Linked DNA regions of Mus musculus: all the other regions are linked to region 1. The links are chromatin contacts, called in public Hi-C, HiChIP or PLAC-seq and promoter capture Hi-C maps. All regions are on one chromosome and are shown on one strand. The core of a region is the stretch at or near the end of the contact, and the rest is flanking DNA. Distances in the headings are between cores, read along the strand shown.

Evidence for each region. A called contact is a pair of places that touch in the nucleus more often than the background predicts. HiChIP or PLAC-seq counts read pairs in DNA pulled down with a chosen protein or histone mark. Capture Hi-C pulls out chosen DNA fragments and counts their contacts.
Region 2: a contact with region 1 is called in a Hi-C map of B cells, with 18 read pairs. The contact joins the enhancer-like site here to the promoter of Mink1 in region 1. A contact is called at or near these places in 1 of 39 promoter capture datasets (liver), 3 of 484 Hi-C or Micro-C datasets (B cells, bone marrow-derived macrophages and embryonic stem cells), 1 of 115 datasets of contacts at active chromatin or transcription factors (embryonic stem cells) and 3 of 9 other capture datasets (adipose tissue, liver and pancreatic islet).
Region 3: an HNF4G HiChIP or PLAC-seq map of pancreatic cancer cells shows a contact between it and region 1. The contact joins the enhancer-like site here to the promoter of Mink1 in region 1. A contact is called at or near these places in 15 of 39 promoter capture datasets (the 3T3-L1 cell line, 3T3-L1-derived adipocytes, the C10 cell line and 10 more), 1 of 484 Hi-C or Micro-C datasets (bone marrow-derived macrophages), 5 of 115 datasets of contacts at active chromatin or transcription factors (astrocytes, fibro-adipogenic progenitors, kidney and 2 more) and 3 of 9 other capture datasets (adipose tissue, liver and pancreatic islet).
Region 4: a contact with region 1 is called in a Hi-C map of bone marrow-derived macrophages, with 29 read pairs. The contact joins the enhancer-like site here to the promoter of Mink1 in region 1. A contact is called at or near these places in 2 of 39 promoter capture datasets (fetal liver and liver), 1 of 484 Hi-C or Micro-C datasets (bone marrow-derived macrophages), 3 of 115 datasets of contacts at active chromatin or transcription factors (embryonic limb bud, large pre-B cells and pancreatic cancer cells) and 3 of 9 other capture datasets (adipose tissue, liver and pancreatic islet).
Region 5: a promoter capture Hi-C map of pancreatic islet shows a contact between it and region 1. The contact joins the promoter of Kif1c here to the promoter of Mink1 in region 1. A contact is called at or near these places in 2 of 39 promoter capture datasets (fetal liver and liver), 6 of 484 Hi-C or Micro-C datasets (embryonic stem cells, muscle stem cells and nephron progenitors), 4 of 115 datasets of contacts at active chromatin or transcription factors (bone marrow-derived macrophages, embryonic limb bud, embryonic stem cells and 1 more) and 3 of 9 other capture datasets (adipose tissue, liver and pancreatic islet).

What each region holds. Positions count from the first base shown.
Region 1 is chr11:70,561,520-70,564,392 of GRCm38.p6, reverse strand. It overlaps Mink1 (misshapen-like kinase 1 (zebrafish)), which reads right to left and starts at 1,512. Exons shown (of 33, transcript NM_001045964.1): 1 at 1,267-1,512. The coding sequence starts at 1,323.
Region 2 is chr11:70,788,098-70,790,970 of GRCm38.p6, reverse strand. Scimp (SLP adaptor and CSK interacting membrane protein) reads left to right here. Exons shown (of 5, transcript NM_001045526.2): 5 at 1-39. Among named protein-coding and RNA genes, the nearest start is that of Scimp, 23 kb to the left of the region's middle. Within about 2 kb of position 1,485, at least 82 of the 459 cell types and tissues checked have an H3K27ac peak or open chromatin away from gene starts, as enhancers often do. A contact at or near this core is called in B cells and bone marrow-derived macrophages, where this site is marked.
Region 3 is chr11:70,746,776-70,749,648 of GRCm38.p6, reverse strand. Gm12320 (predicted gene 12320) reads left to right here. Exons shown (of 3, transcript NR_167739.1): 3 at 306-945. Among named protein-coding and RNA genes, the nearest start is that of Gm12320, 7.0 kb to the left of the region's middle. Within about 2 kb of position 1,523, at least 52 of the 459 cell types and tissues checked have an H3K27ac peak or open chromatin away from gene starts, as enhancers often do. A contact at or near this core is called in 3T3-L1-derived adipocytes, adipose tissue, liver and 1 more, where this site is marked.
Region 4 is chr11:70,719,016-70,721,888 of GRCm38.p6, reverse strand. It overlaps Kif1c (kinesin family member 1C), which reads right to left. Exons shown (of 23, transcript NM_153103.2): 18 at 2,796-2,873. Among named protein-coding and RNA genes, the nearest start is that of Mir6925, 14 kb to the right of the region's middle. Within about 2 kb of position 1,413, at least 84 of the 459 cell types and tissues checked have an H3K27ac peak or open chromatin away from gene starts, as enhancers often do. A contact at or near this core is called in bone marrow-derived macrophages and pancreatic cancer cells, where this site is marked.
Region 5 is chr11:70,699,069-70,701,941 of GRCm38.p6, reverse strand. It overlaps Kif1c (kinesin family member 1C), which reads right to left and starts at 1,394. Exons shown (of 23, transcript NM_153103.2): 1 at 1,233-1,394. Inca1 (inhibitor of CDK, cyclin A1 interacting protein 1) reads left to right here and starts at 1,787. Exons shown (of 7, transcript NM_001252484.1): 1 at 1,787-1,884.

The DNA of each region.
Region 1 (2,873 bases), core at 263-2,762:
AGGTCTCATAACCCAACGTTGCACCAAACAAATTATGACCTGAATGGCAAGGGAGGGAAAAAAAAAAAAAAAAAAAAAAAAACTGTGTCACCTAGAGAAACCCAATTAACAACATGACTCTGCTCTCTTCAATTCTCTCTCCCCTCCAGTCATATCCGGGGCACTTGTGAGGTGGCTGCCTTTTCCCTGGGTAATTTACAAGCCAGAAGCCAATGTGTACAGAGACCTTCTGAGAAGGTAAGCATGAGGTGGGGAATCCTGCTCTAGCTACACCTACGCCGCCGGTTGGGAAAGCTCACCGGGCATGGAATCAAAACACCACCTGGGAGACAGTCTGGAATGGTTCACCTTGAAATTTCTATGTTGCCCTTAAGACAAAGCTGCCCGCTAGAGAACACTTACAAATGCTGAACTGAAAATTCCGGGAGGAGAGAGAGTAAGTGCCCCACGTGGAACAATAAATGGGTTATTTGAAAGCATTCCTGACACAGTTGTTTCCTCTTAACCGCTTCCCTAATGAACCCCTCCCTCCAACTCTCCTTTGCCTCCACTCCCACTAGTTCCCTCCCTACTGACCTCAGGCAGCGTGTTGTGTGTGCGTGTGTGTTTGTGTGTGTGTGTGTGTGTGCTTGTACATGTATGTAAACATCGTCTTCCGGCCCGAGTTTCCGAGGAAATCCAGGCTTCCCTTCCTCCCACTGTGCACTTGTCTGTCCTCCCAGCCCCACGCGGCTGCAGAGTTAGTAATGTAATATTCAGGGACCCCGAGACCGGAAATGCCTGGGTCTGAAAAGCTGCACTTGAAACACGAGAAAAGGGATAGGGAAAGTGAACGTGGGATGGAGACGTAGGAGGTGTGTGGGGTGGAGCGAGGAGGTGAAATCCGCCCAACTTGCAATTTAGGGGTAGGCGAGGAAGAAAACGAGGGATGAGGGGGAGGCTGAGGCAGTTGCAAAGTCAAAATTCCAGGAGCCAGAAGAGGAGGTGGAGGAAGCAGACATGAGGGCCGAGAGAGGGGGGACACAAGAAAGGCTCTGCAGGTGATGCAGGGCTGTGTTTAGGGACACCAGAGGTGACCCTCAAACGCCTATAAAGGAGGGGACTCGGATCCCAGCAGCAAGGTAGGGGTGGCACGCAAGTGTGGGGGAGGGCAGCACAGGGTGGGGACCAAACTGGCTCCCAGAATCTCCAGAGGGCGAACCCCCGGGCGGCGAGAGCTCGGGGTAAGGGCAGGGGTCGCGGGCGCGAGGCTGGGGTGGTGCTCACCCGCAGGGCAGACAGGTCGATGTCGTCCAGGCTGCGGGCGGGGGCTGGGTCGCCCATGGCCGCCGCGGGGCCACTCACGCTCCGGCTCGCTCACTCCGCTGCCGCCGTCGCCGCTTCTCCCCCATCGGGGGACTCGAGGGGCGGGCTCCACCGCGCCTGCCCCGAAGGCCGGGGAGGGGGAGGGCCAGCGGGAGGACCGACCCAGCGGCTGACAGGCGCTCTCACCCGCGCGCCTGCAACCCGAGTCGCCGGCTGCCCTGCGCACGCGCAGAGCCGACCGTGACGCGAACGCGCCGGGCGCCCCCTCCTGCGGGGCGCCGACACCTGCGCGCAGGCGCAGGAGAGCGGGCGGAGGGCGAGCGCGGACCCAGTCTCGCTAGAGCCTGGAGTGGAAGGAGCGCGACCACCCGCTGGTGCGCGTGCGCATACACCTTCCCTTCCTTTTCCCCCTTTTATTATTGTTGCCTCCTCTCCTCTAGTTCCTTCGTTGATCTTTATTTGACTCCTTTTCTTCCCTTTCCCTCTTTCGTGTGCCCAGCTGCCAATCAAACCACCTACCTCTCGATTTGCGGGGGAAGGGAGGCGGGACCCAACCCCCTCTATTACTAGGGGGGTTGTTATGGTAACTCCCCACGCGAGGGCTGCTGGCCTCTAGATAGGACGTGCTGTCCACCCACCCAATTGCCATGGTAACAGTGGAGCCGCTGAAGGAGGGGCCACTCCGTGAGAACTTGGCTGGAGAAACCACGTGGGAGGGAAGGACGGGGCTACTGTCTGCCCTTTACTCCCTTTCTAGGCTGGAGTGGGGATGTTGGGAGCAGATAGGCACTCCTACTGCACACGTCTGTATCTGCTTCTCTTAGCACAGTGTTCTGCAGGAAAGAACTATCCCTGGAGTTGCTAGTGGTAAAGCAGAAGAAACTGTATCCAATCCCTTCAAATGTTTTTCCAGCTCCTCAGATCTACTCCTGTTGGCACAGCACCTCCAGCCGGTTAGTCTCACTAGAGGATGGGTGAGGCTTTGTAACTATAGACAGACATGTTCTGCCACTGACTAATGTGTTGTCTGACCCTGAGCAAGCAAATTTGCCTCTGGGCTTTTCTTTCTCTATGAAGTTGAGGGGAGAAGGTTCTGAGTTTTCAAGAGCTCTTCCAACACTAACACTCCCTCTGAAAATGAATATAAACATTGCTTAGGTGAGCTTGAATTCTCTGGAGGCTTCTTGGCACATTTGGGTGCACATTCAAACTTGCTCCGGGTACTCTCCTGACTCATTTACCTTGCCCCTGATATGCAAGCCACAATCCCCATTTGGCCTTCCCACATGGCCTCTCTGCCTGGCACCTTCGATTAAATTCTTCATTATCCAGAAGTGATTTTTTTTTCTAAAACTTAAATCTGGCATCATTGTCCTGTTTAAAACGGTTTTCTGAACCCCACCATTCAGGAAGCTGAGGCAGGAGGATTACATTTTCTATTAGCCTGGACTATAAAATGACAGGGGGAAAAAAAAAAAAAACAAAATGAGAAAAAAAAAAAAAAAAAAAAAAAACACCGTTTGATGACTCCCACTGCCTTGTGGGTAGTGATATCAAAGACTTTCAAG
Region 2 (2,873 bases), core at 236-2,735, 230 kb before region 1:
TGGTGATCCTCAACCATAAAATTATTTTGTTGCTACTTCATACTTGTAATTTTGCTACTGTTACGAATTGTAATGTAAATATCTGATATTCAGGGTATCTGATATTTGACCCCTAAGGGGGTTGAGACCCCTAAGCTGAGAGACTGCTAGGGATCATAGTCTTGGTGTTTGATTGTGTGGAGCCTCCCAGCTCTCAATCCCTATGTAGGCCACACCTTAAGGATGCCTGTCTCCCTTCTCTCAGGCCCCACCCACCCCTGAACCTCCTAGAAGCCATGACTTGTCTTTATAGCTGAGGGCTCTTGTGATGCGCAGACACTTTGAGTCTGTAAGGTGAGAAAGTGACGCTGCCCCACCCACTCACACCTCAACCCCCAGGATATTTATAGAATGTGGACCAAACCCATCAAAGAGTCAAGTTCTGACACAAGTTTATTTCCTGTGTTTTCAGACACCATTTCTAATGATCAACAGAGGACTCAAGTGGCCTTCTGACTTCTGCCCCCAGCTAGCTTTTCTTTGGCAGTGGGTATGTTGGCTGTGCCAGGAAGAGTAGATTGCCCCAGGAAGTGTCCAGCCAGCACCCTCCAGCAGGGTACTCAAGACGAGAGTTCAGAGCTTAATGCCCCTTCTGTAGCTTTCACTATCACATCTTTAGTGGTCATTCCTTACTTTTCCATCCTATCTTTCCTGGGGTGCTGTTGTTTCCTCTTTCCCTCTCAGCATTGCTGAGTGATGTTGCCAATACCACAGGGCTCAGCATCCCCTTTACCCTAGCAACTTCCCAACCACAGGCTCCAGTTCAACCCCTCTTTTCCAGTTCCAGGTTGCAGAGCCCGCAGGACACCTCCATCTGATTATCCCACGGGATCCTCAAATTCAACATATTCCATGGATAACTGATGACACATCCCCACCCCTGACTTCTCGTGCTAGATTACTTCCTCCCTTGCTAAGGGCAGAAGTTAGGTCCTTTCTTGCATCCTTTATTGCCAGTGTCCCCACCTCCTGTTGACTGTGCCTCAGTCAGATCAGCTCTGTCTCCATCACTCTGAGGTCAGTCAGCCCATGGCCAGCACTTCCCAAAGAGAACTTTAAGAACCTCTAACCAGTGTCCTGCCTCTGGTATTTCAGACTCCAAAACACTGATTGGCAGCTGGTGATTTTTGAAAGTGAGCAACCGAATACTTCTTCCCATTGCTAAAAGCTCATCTTTACCTATTAGCCTCAGACAGAGGCCAAACTCTTAAATATGGCTTACAAGATTTGTCAGGATTTTATTACTGGCTAACTTTTCACACACTACCTCCTCCTGGCAACCTCCATGTTCCCCAGTGTTTTTCCTCTACTTGTAAGTACCTTTGCTGTGGTCTCTCTTGTCCCTGCTATACGCAATATTCCTCCCCTCCTTTGCATCTTAGGCACTGTGCTTTCCTCACCGGCCCGATGTGGTGGTGGCCTTTGTAGGTGCTTCCCCTTCATAACTCTTATATCCGGAACGATCTGCTCATGTGACTTTCATTTCCAGTTGAACAAAGGCAACACCAGTGCAGAGACAGGCCTTCTCTTCTTCCTTGTTTTCCCTGTTCCTAGCATGCTGAGGATGGTCAGTAAGTATGCTCAATGATCGAATGAATGAATGGATGAATGAATGAATGAATTCCAGGCCCTAAACTTTCTGTTCTCCCTATACTGGGAGGCCCATGTGTTGATATGTGTTGTCCAGCTAGTGGTTCTATTTTGGGAGGGCCTAGAAACATTAAAAGGTGAGGTCTAACAGGAGGAAGTCGGTAGCCAGGGTGTGTCAAGGGCTGTGTCCTGCCCTGGGGGTTCTCTTGTCTGTTTCTCTCTTTCCTTCTGCTTCCTAGCTACCCTGTGCTGAAGAAACTTCTCCTATGCACTCAGACGGCCTCCGTGTTCTGCCTCACAACGGGCCCAGAAACACAAGCCAGGTAGCCATGAACTGAACTCACTGGAACCACAAGCTGAGATAGACCCTTTCTCAAGCTGTTCTCTCAAATGAGTCCGGGTTGCAGCCATGTGAATATGAGGCTCCTTAAGGGAGAGCTTCTATTTTCCCAGTGTCCATAATAAGCCCCCGCACACAGAAGGCACTTAATAAATATATTTTTGAATGCCAAACACACAGGGAAATATAACAACCAGTTTATTTGCCAGCAAAAAAGTAGAATAAAAGTTTTTGGACATTTATAAATTTGTTGTGAGTTGAGCTAGGCTCATGTACTAAGACTGTGCTTTCTACTGCCAATCTGTGTGACAACATTAACCATATCAAGACGTCATAGGACCTTAGTGTATATTCTAGTCACACAGCAGAGCCCAAGCCAAGTGACCAGCTACATAGTCACTGATTTAAAAGAGTCCAGAAATAAGAAGGTAGGGCCCATCCTGAGCTCACTCCCTGGATAACTATGGTAACCACAATAGTGCTGACATATCATTTTGAAACAGATCATGGATGGCTGCCTCAACAGTTTTGAAAACTCATGCCTCAAATCACAGAACCATAGTTTTCTCCTTTTTAAAAATTATATCTATTTTGTATGTATGGATGTTTTGCCTGCATGCATACCATATGTGTGCAGTGTCTTCAGAAGACAGCGTTAGGTCCCCTGGGACTGGAGCTACAGACAGCTGTGGACCTCCATGTGGCTGGTGGGGATTGAACTCGGAACCTCTGGAAGTCAGTGCTCATAACTGCTGAGTCATCTCTCCAGTACCTCCATGGTGCGCCCTTGGTAATAGTTGCAGTCTGGTCTTCTTTATGAAACAAACAAAATTAAGGGACTGGGGAGATGGCTCCATGGTTAAGAGTTCTTCCTATTCTTCTATAGCTCTTTGGCTTTGTAGGA
Region 3 (2,873 bases), core at 274-2,773, 190 kb before region 1:
GAAGAAAGGTTTGTTTTGATTCATGTTTTGAGGTACTTCCACATGGTTGGGAAGACATGACAGCAGAAGTGGCCTCAGTTATGGTGGTAGGAAACATGAACCCATCATCTCACATTTCCAATGTACCATGGCATAGATATTTCAAAAGGGAAGAAAACAGGCATATCGGGGGAAGTTATGGTCACCAAGTTGAAACCTAGAGGATACAACTGGAACCCTTTGGCTCCTTGTCTGGCATAGCCATGCACTTCCTGATCAACCGTTGTCTTTTTTTTTTCTTCTTCTTTGTACCACCCTGTCCCTAGAAACTAGAACAATATTGCATCAGCTACTTGCTGTAACAAAACACTGTGACCAAGGGAACTCATAAAAAGAAGAGTTTCTTTGGCTTAGAGTCCCAGAGGATTGGAATGCCTGACGGAGGAGCAAGGACACAGGAGCAGGAACATGAATCACAGAGCTCACAGTTTGAGCTGCAGGAATGAAAAGAGACAACGAACTCAAAATGACATGTGACTTTTGGAACCTCAAAGTCTTTCCCCGGTGACATCATTCCTTCAGCAAGACCACACCTCCCAAACCTTCTCAAACAGCTCCTCCAACTGAAGACCAAGTGTTCAAACCGCTGAGCCTGTGGGGCACATTCTCAGTCAAAGCATCACAAGTATCATCTAGATACATCTAACGACAGATGCTCAGGGCTTCTGGTGGGCCATGGGGCTGGGAGGAGGGAGGTACTTGGGAAGACACAACCGGGTAGGAAATGGTATCTTTGCATAGAGAAACCACTCACTTGTTAAGTCAAGCTAGGTGCACCCATGTCGGATGGGCAGTGCAATCTGTAACCACAGGGCTTTCCTACCCAGCCTCTTTGTTCCCCGAAATAATGGCTCTGAGCCTTAATATTTCGTGAATAAATGCCAAAAGCTTTGGCTTGTTCCCCGACTAGCTCATAACTTAATTACTCATTTATCTTTTCCTATGTTCCATGTGGTTGGGGTTGGTTACTTCTCAGTTTCATTCAACTATCTCCTTCAGCGTTCGGGGCAAATCTCCCCAGCCTGACTTTCCCAGAATCCTCTCTCTCTCTCTTTCTCTCTCTCTCTCTTTCTCTTTCCTCCCTCCCTCCCTCCCTCTCTCCCTCTCTCTCTCTCTGCCGGATGTCCCACCTTCTAATCCTGACTCAGCTCACTGACCGTAGGCTTGTTATTGGCAGCTGATGCTTCCACACAGTACATAAAGATCCTTTCTACAGAAACCAATGCTAAGTTGACTCTACTGATGGTTTAGCAGGAATGGTGCCAGAGGACATTTGTCAAGTTCTTACTTAGCAGGCTGTAAGGAATTGCTTGGGCTGCTATAGCCAAGTAGAAGAGGCAAAAAGTCAAAATGGCACTAAGGCTGAGGCCAGGGTTGGTGATATAGCTGACAGGTGAAAAAAGGTGGACTAGGTGAGAAGACTTCAGCTGGGCATGTTGTCATAGCCCACATTTCCCTGACCCGTGGCCCACAAACAAAAGGCTCAGTTCTGACAGGCAAAATCCAATGCAGGTCAAAGATCTACAGAGCCAGGCACGGCCACCCCCAAGTATGTTTATGAGTCATCAAAGGATATTACACATGCATTAGTGAACAACTCTGGCTCACTGTTTTTTCCTCCTCCAGTCTCCTGTCTTAGGGTTCTAACCTGTCCTGGTTCCTGGTAACAAATGACTGCCAACTATTATTCTTACAGTAAATGCCCAAAACTTTTTAAAGCTATAGAGAAGCTCTCATTATAAAATTATAAAGTACTAGTGCTGCTATTAAAGTTGCCCCAGGAATGAAGCCTTGGGGTCAAGCCCCAGCACCCACCTACGCATGCAGTAAATGTCCGTTAAAAATAAGTGACTCGGGCTGGTGAGATGACTCAGTGGGTAAGAGCACCCGACTGCTCTTCCGAAGGTCCAGAGTTAAAATCCCAGCAACCACATGGTGGCTCACAACCATCTGTAACAAGATCTGACTCCCTCATCTGGTGTCTGAAGACAGCTACAGTGTACTTACATATAATAATAAATAAATCTTTAAAAAAAAAAAAGTGACTCTGAGCTCAGGCGGTAGAGGCGCTAGCTCGGATCCCCTGTGCTTAGTAAGAAGCTGGATGAGGTGGCACGCATCTGTAATCCCTTGTTCAGGTGTAATCCAGTACAAGAGGAGGGGCGGAGAATGACCTAGAACCTCATAGGTCGGCTAGCCTGCTTTATACAGCACAACAGTAGAAAGAACAAGAGAGAACCTGGGCTGGTGGCACTTCAATCAATCCCAACAAAAAGAAAAAGAGAGAGAGAGAGAGATCCTGGTTCACCAAGTAAAAAGGAGAGAACCAACTCCTGAAACTTGTTCTCTGACCACATGTGCACTGTGGCCTGCATGGATATTTAATATATATATATATATGTGTGTGTGTGTGTGTGTGTGTGTGTGTATGTGTGTGTGTGTGTGTGTGTGTGTGTGTATTTTACAGTTATGTGTATTTTGTCTGCATGTGTGTCTGTGTACCACTTGCTTGCCTGTCGCCCACAGAGGCCAGGAGATCGAATCTTCTGGAACTGTAGTTAAAGATGGTTGTCAGCCACCATGTGGGTCACAGGAATCAAACTCGGATTCTCTAGAAGAGCAACCTGTGCTCTCAACTGCTGAGCCAGCCCCTGAGCCAACCCACGGAAAACAAAAAGTTAAGAAAGAAAGAGAGAGGCTAGAGAGATAGCTCAGCAGTTCAGAGTACTGGCTGTTCTTGCAAAAAATCTGAGCTCCTATTACCCAAGGAAGAAAACAGCCAGTAAGTATCAGGATGGCTTCGTAACAGGACTCGTTCTTGTTCTTCCTGTAGC
Region 4 (2,873 bases), core at 164-2,663, 160 kb before region 1:
AGTGAAGATGACTTAGCAGGTGCAGGCATTTGCTGCCATGCCTGATGAGTTCAATCCTCCCAACGCATATGGCAGAAGGAGAGAACTGACCCCTGAAAGTTGCCCTCTAACCTCCACACGCATGCAGACACTAAAGAAGAACATATTTCAACAGGATGATTGCAACTTTTGTTTGTTTTTCGGGTTTCTCTGTGTAGCCCTGGCTGTCTTGGAACTCACTCTGTAGTCCAAGCTGGCTTTGAATTCACAGAGATCAGCCTGCCTCAGCTTCCTGAGTCCTGGGACTAAAGGCGTATGCCACCACTGCCTGGGAATTCTAACAATTTTTTAAAAGCAGATAATCTAAAGATTATCTAAAGGATGAAACAGGGGTGGTGTTGCAGGAAGAAAGTGGGTCCAGGTGAGACGACTGCTCCAGACCAGAGCAGGTGCTTTACCACCTTTCTTGAGACAGGGAGGATGGCCTTGAACTCCTGGTTCCCTGCTCCCCACACCCCACACCCCAAGGGGTTGGGATCACAGCCACAGCACAGTTAGCTGTGTGCAGTACTGAAGGGCAAACTCCTGGCTTCACACAAGCTACAGGAGCGCTCTACCACATCGGCCACATTCCCAACCCTCATTTCCTCAGGAATCCAGCAGCCAGGGACACAGCCAAGGGCACAGCCCCTGAAACTGTCAGTCTCTGATACGGTCCAGCTCTGTTGTTTTCTAGGGCTGATTACCTAACCTGGACACCTCAGCTCTGTCTCCTGTGACTGAGTGAGACAACTCAAAGAGAAAAATAGATGGTCAGTCTATAACTACTGCATGTCCCCAGCGCCTACACCTTCTCTACCTACCCCTGGTAAGTCTTAAGTCTATCGTTAGAACAGCCCAGATGAACCAAACCTTTACAGCCCACCCCCTGGAGCACAGACACATTGACTGTTTTTATTGTAACATATGTCACAGTCGTGCACACCTCCTCTGACACATATGCACTCTGGAGCATGGGCTTGCCCCATGGGTGTCAGTCACATAGCCACATGCCTATGTGTCACCTCCTCTGACACACTATAGACTCCTAGGACATTGCCATACTGAAAAGGGCTTCACAGACTGTAATATCTGCCTTCGCAAGCTTACTGCCCGAGGTAACCACAGAACAGGAACTTGGCAATATCTCACTGTTCTGAACTGATTCAACTGCTTCCAGCCCCTCAAAGAGGAAGCACTTGTTCACCATGGGGACCAGACTGACTGCACCAATCTGTTAACCCTGAACCAAACTGAAACTGAATGTCTTAACCTGAGCTGTAAGCCACTTGAATCTTTTCCTTCTTTCTTTTTCTCTTTCTTTTCCCTGCTCCAGGCCCTGCTTGCTCCGGCCCATAGGTTTTTTTATTTGTTTCCTCATTACGGATGGTTGTGAGCCACCATGTGATTGCTGGGATTTGAACTCATGACCTCTGGAAGAGCAGTCAGTGCTCTTAACTGCTGAGCCATCTCACCAGCCCTTTTTTTAATTTCTTAATGGTCTCTACACACTGCCTAGGCTCCCACCCAACTCCTGGGCTCAAGTGAGCCTCCTGCCTCTGCCTCCAAGCACATTCTGGCTAATTCTTAGTGTCTGCTGCACTAGCATGTGGACCTGAGTTTTCTATTGCCAGTATGAGCTGGCCGTGGTAATGCACAGTGTCACCAGAGAGCTGAGAGGAGTGGAGAAGGTGGCTCTTTGGAGCTCCCTGGCCACCCAGTCTTGCTGAATCATTGGGCTTTTAGGTTCTCAGAAAGACTGTGTCACCAAAAAAGAATCCAGGGAAACGATTACAGAGGACAACTGATGTCAATCTCTGGCCTTGATATGAACACACCACACACACATACCCATACAGACACATATCACACACAAAAGTGCTGAAAGCCAGGTATAGAACCTGTATTCCTAGTCTTTGAGTCGCTGAGGCAATATAATGAAGAGTGTAAGGTCAGTCTGACCTACACAGAGAGAACCCAAAGCAAACAGAAAATGTGTTGGGGTGAAGGGCTCAGTGCTAGTGCACAGGGCTCAGTGTTAAGAGTGCTTGTCTGGCAGGCACATGACTGAAGCTCCAGGTTCAGTTCCCAACAGCACACTCTAAGCTGTTCAAGGCTTTGATATGTCAAACAAGCTGTCACCCTCAGAACCTGGATTTCTTTGTTTGTTTGGTTTTTCAAGACAGGGCTTTTCTGTGTAGCCCTGGCTGTCCTGGAACTTGCTGTGTAGACCAGGCTGGCCTGGAACTCAAGAGATTCTTCTGCCTCTGCTTCCCAAGTGCTGGGATTAAAGGCGCATGCCACCACGCCTGGCTAGAACCTGGGATTCTTAAAAACTTTACAGTTAGAGTAAGGCCTAAAGGGCCCAAGAGCTTTGGAACCACAGAGATACCAAGGTCATTTAGCTCTCAGAAACCTTGCCACCATAGCTGTATTGACCCAAGTTTCCCACAGAGACAAATTCAGATATCCCATTGATACAAAGATGGGTTTCAAACATAATTACCATAATGCTAAGGGGAAAAAAAGAATGAAGAAGGCAGTATTTCTATTTCCTCATTACCCAGACCCCACTCTCCAAGGTACAGCAACGTGCTACTTGTGCCTCAAGACCCCAGCTGTCCACAGCCACGCATACAGCCATCACCACACTGCTTACCCATGAGCTCGCGCTGCAGACGGAGAGGAAGCACCCCTCTTCTGCATGGCTCGCTCTCTGTGTGGTACCTAGGCCCCCTCTCCATCTTAGCCATTCTGCTCTCCCCCCTGACCATTACCTTCTCCATCAGGCTGAGGGATGCTGCGGAAGAGGCAATGCTGCTCCCGGATGAACTGGCCAGTCAACTTGATGTCCA
Region 5 (2,873 bases), core at 145-2,644, 140 kb before region 1:
GTAAGAGGAGACAAAAAAACCCAGTCATAAAACTGGAATCTGTAATTCTTCTCCAGGGTCGGCAATTCTCACATAGAGCTGACAACCCCCACACGAGGCAGGGCCACTACTGATTGGCAAAGTCCAAGGGCTAGTGGAACAGCCTGTAACAAGGACTCACAGGGCCTGCTGGTGATCCCCAAACCCCTTGCCCAGCCCCCAGTACTTCCTCCTCAGGATCCAGGACAATGGGCAGGGGAGGGTGGGGTCATCCTGTATGCATAATATCAACACCCCCCCCAGGACTCCTCGCAGGGAGACCCAGAATACCTGTATCTTCAGGGGGGGGGCTACACCCAAGGAGGGGGGCTTCATGAAAGGAAAGCCAAGGGAAAAGGAAACAGGTTGGTCCTAACCCAACCTGGGGCTAGTGCTATGGCGTCCACTAGCCTGGGGAAAGTGCCAGGCTGCAGCCTAGGAATGTGGGTGATCCGGGTGCCCACACCCTAGGAGGAGAGTCTAAGCAGCCCACGCCCACGGATAGCAGGGTGAAGACTTCAAAAAGAAAAAGAAAAAAAGAAAGAGATCAACGATGCTGCACTCCCACCTGTAGCCCCCAAAGACCGCCAATTTCTGTCATGCTATTTGGGCCTCACCTCCCCAGCCTTCCTAGGCAGAGCAGGGGAGGAGTGAAGGGGCTGGTTTATCCCACCACAGGAAGGGAGTAGCCGAAATCACAGAGACTGGCTCAGGAAGACTAGTCCTGACCCCCAAAACCCTAACTAGGGGAGGGAAGGGCACCAGGGTGGACAGGCAATATGACTCGTCCGAAGCTAAGAAAACAAGGAATTGGGTGGCAAGAATAGGGTACAGCGGGGTAAAGATATAGGGAGTAGGTGCAGGGTCTGCAGGTCCTGCTTTAAAGGCGCACTGGGGAGGAGGCTAGGTGGGGCAGACCGACTCCAAAGGGGGTCTCGGGTCACCTGCACCTTGCCCACTGGCAGGTCTCCAACAAGCCCCCGCCTGTCCTCTCTGGGCGGCCATGAGTTCCTGGTCCTCCAGTCCAGCCAACCGACGGCTGCCCGGGGCCTGGCACCTCTCTGCGCCTCCGCGGGATAAATAGCACATGATCCGAGCTCTCGCGCCTAGCCCGCTTGGCCGGGTCGTGCAATCGGGACCTCGGAACTCCGGCTCCCCGCCCCACAGCGCATTCCTCCGCGGGCGTCCCCTCCCTGCCCCCCACCGGCTCTCACCTCGTCGCGGCAGGACTCCCCGGCGGAGAGCAAAGGGACAAACTTTCTGGGATGCCTAAGACCGGCGAGGGAGAGACCGGGGGCCAGTTCGGGGCTGCCCCCGCCCCTCGCCGGGTCCCCGGGCGGCGGGCGGCGGATCGCGCCCCGGGGGCGGCAGCAGAAGCGGCGCCAGCGGCCGGCGCCCGCCCGGGCAGCGCGAGCTGGGGCGGGAGCGAGGGGCGGGGGACGGACGGACGGGCGCGCGCGCGGACGGGCGAGCGGGCACGCGCTGTCCCGGGAAGGAGCCACCCGGGTCACTCTAGTTAAAGGGGCAGTGCACTCTGACAGTAGGGCTCGCCGGGCAGAGACAGGGAAACTGAGTTGCGGACACTAAGGGAAAGCAAATCACCAGAACGTGGGAAAACTAGCGCTCCTGAGGAGTCGGGAAAGGCGAGGTCGGACGCAGGAGGGGACTTAGGCCGGAGCCGCGCACGTCGTCGCCGTCAGAGGCGCGCCTAGGGGGCGGGGCTTAATGGCAGACCACGCCCAGGAGGCGGTCCCCCTCAGGCCCGGCCTTCAGGCGAGCCAGGCAAGTGGGGCGACCGGGCTCACTACGGAGCTGCTCCTTCCTGCCCGACCTGAGGTTCCAGAACTCGCTTCGCAGTTGCCTCAGGTGATGGGGCCAAATGCAGAGACGTCGCCGACATAGCCGCACGGACGCTCTCTTCTCAGATAGCCTTCTGGTTTGACTCCCGGACCGCCGCCTCAGCCCGTCAGCCCCAGTCAGCCCCAGTCAGCCCCTCAGGCTCAGGTGGCCTCTTAGGCCGCTGTTGCCTTCTCAGGGCCGGTGAAGGAGACCCCTGCCTGTCCAGCCTGGTTTGCCCATGTCCCTAAGCTCACCACCCCAGTTTTGCCTTCCTGCCTATTACCAAAGATTTGGCTATAGACCCCAGTCTTCCTGCCAGAGGTCGCCTTGGCCCCTTTAGACCTAGTTCTCCACCCCCCCACCCCCCACCCCCCCCCCCAGTAAGGCTACCCCAACACCAGGCTCCTCAGCCAGGGCGACACCTTTCAGATGCCCATCCACCCTCTTAGTTGTATCTTGCTGCCAAGGTCTTGACTATCCCCTGGTCAACTATCCATTCCGTCTGGCTGCCTTAAACCCCTTAGATCTAGGTCACCCACTCAGGCACAGCCATCCAAATTCCTCATTGCTCCTTTAGTTCTAGACCCCCTACGAATTCAGGATATCCATTTTTTAGATCTCACACTAAACAGCCCAACTCTCGACCATCTGCCACTTCAAGATACTCCTTTTGCTTTTAATCTTCCTCAACATTTCTCAGCTCAGTTTAGCTGCCCTTGATTTTGTTTTGTGATGGACTGGGTCTCTCTTTGTAACCCCTACCCCCAGGCTAGCCTTAAACACTCAACCCTGTGTTAGCTGCCTGAATGCTGGGGTCACAGGATTGCAAAACTATGCCTGGCTCACTCTTTGGATAACCTTTGCTTGTAACATTTTCTGATTTTGTCCTTTATGCCAGCCAACATGCACTCCTAACTTACCAGGCAGTTTATTGTTTAGGGTCCCAGGGCCTTGGGCATGTCGGCAAGCTCTCTGCCACTTAACTGCAGTCATATTGCTTCCCCAGCTTTTTTTTT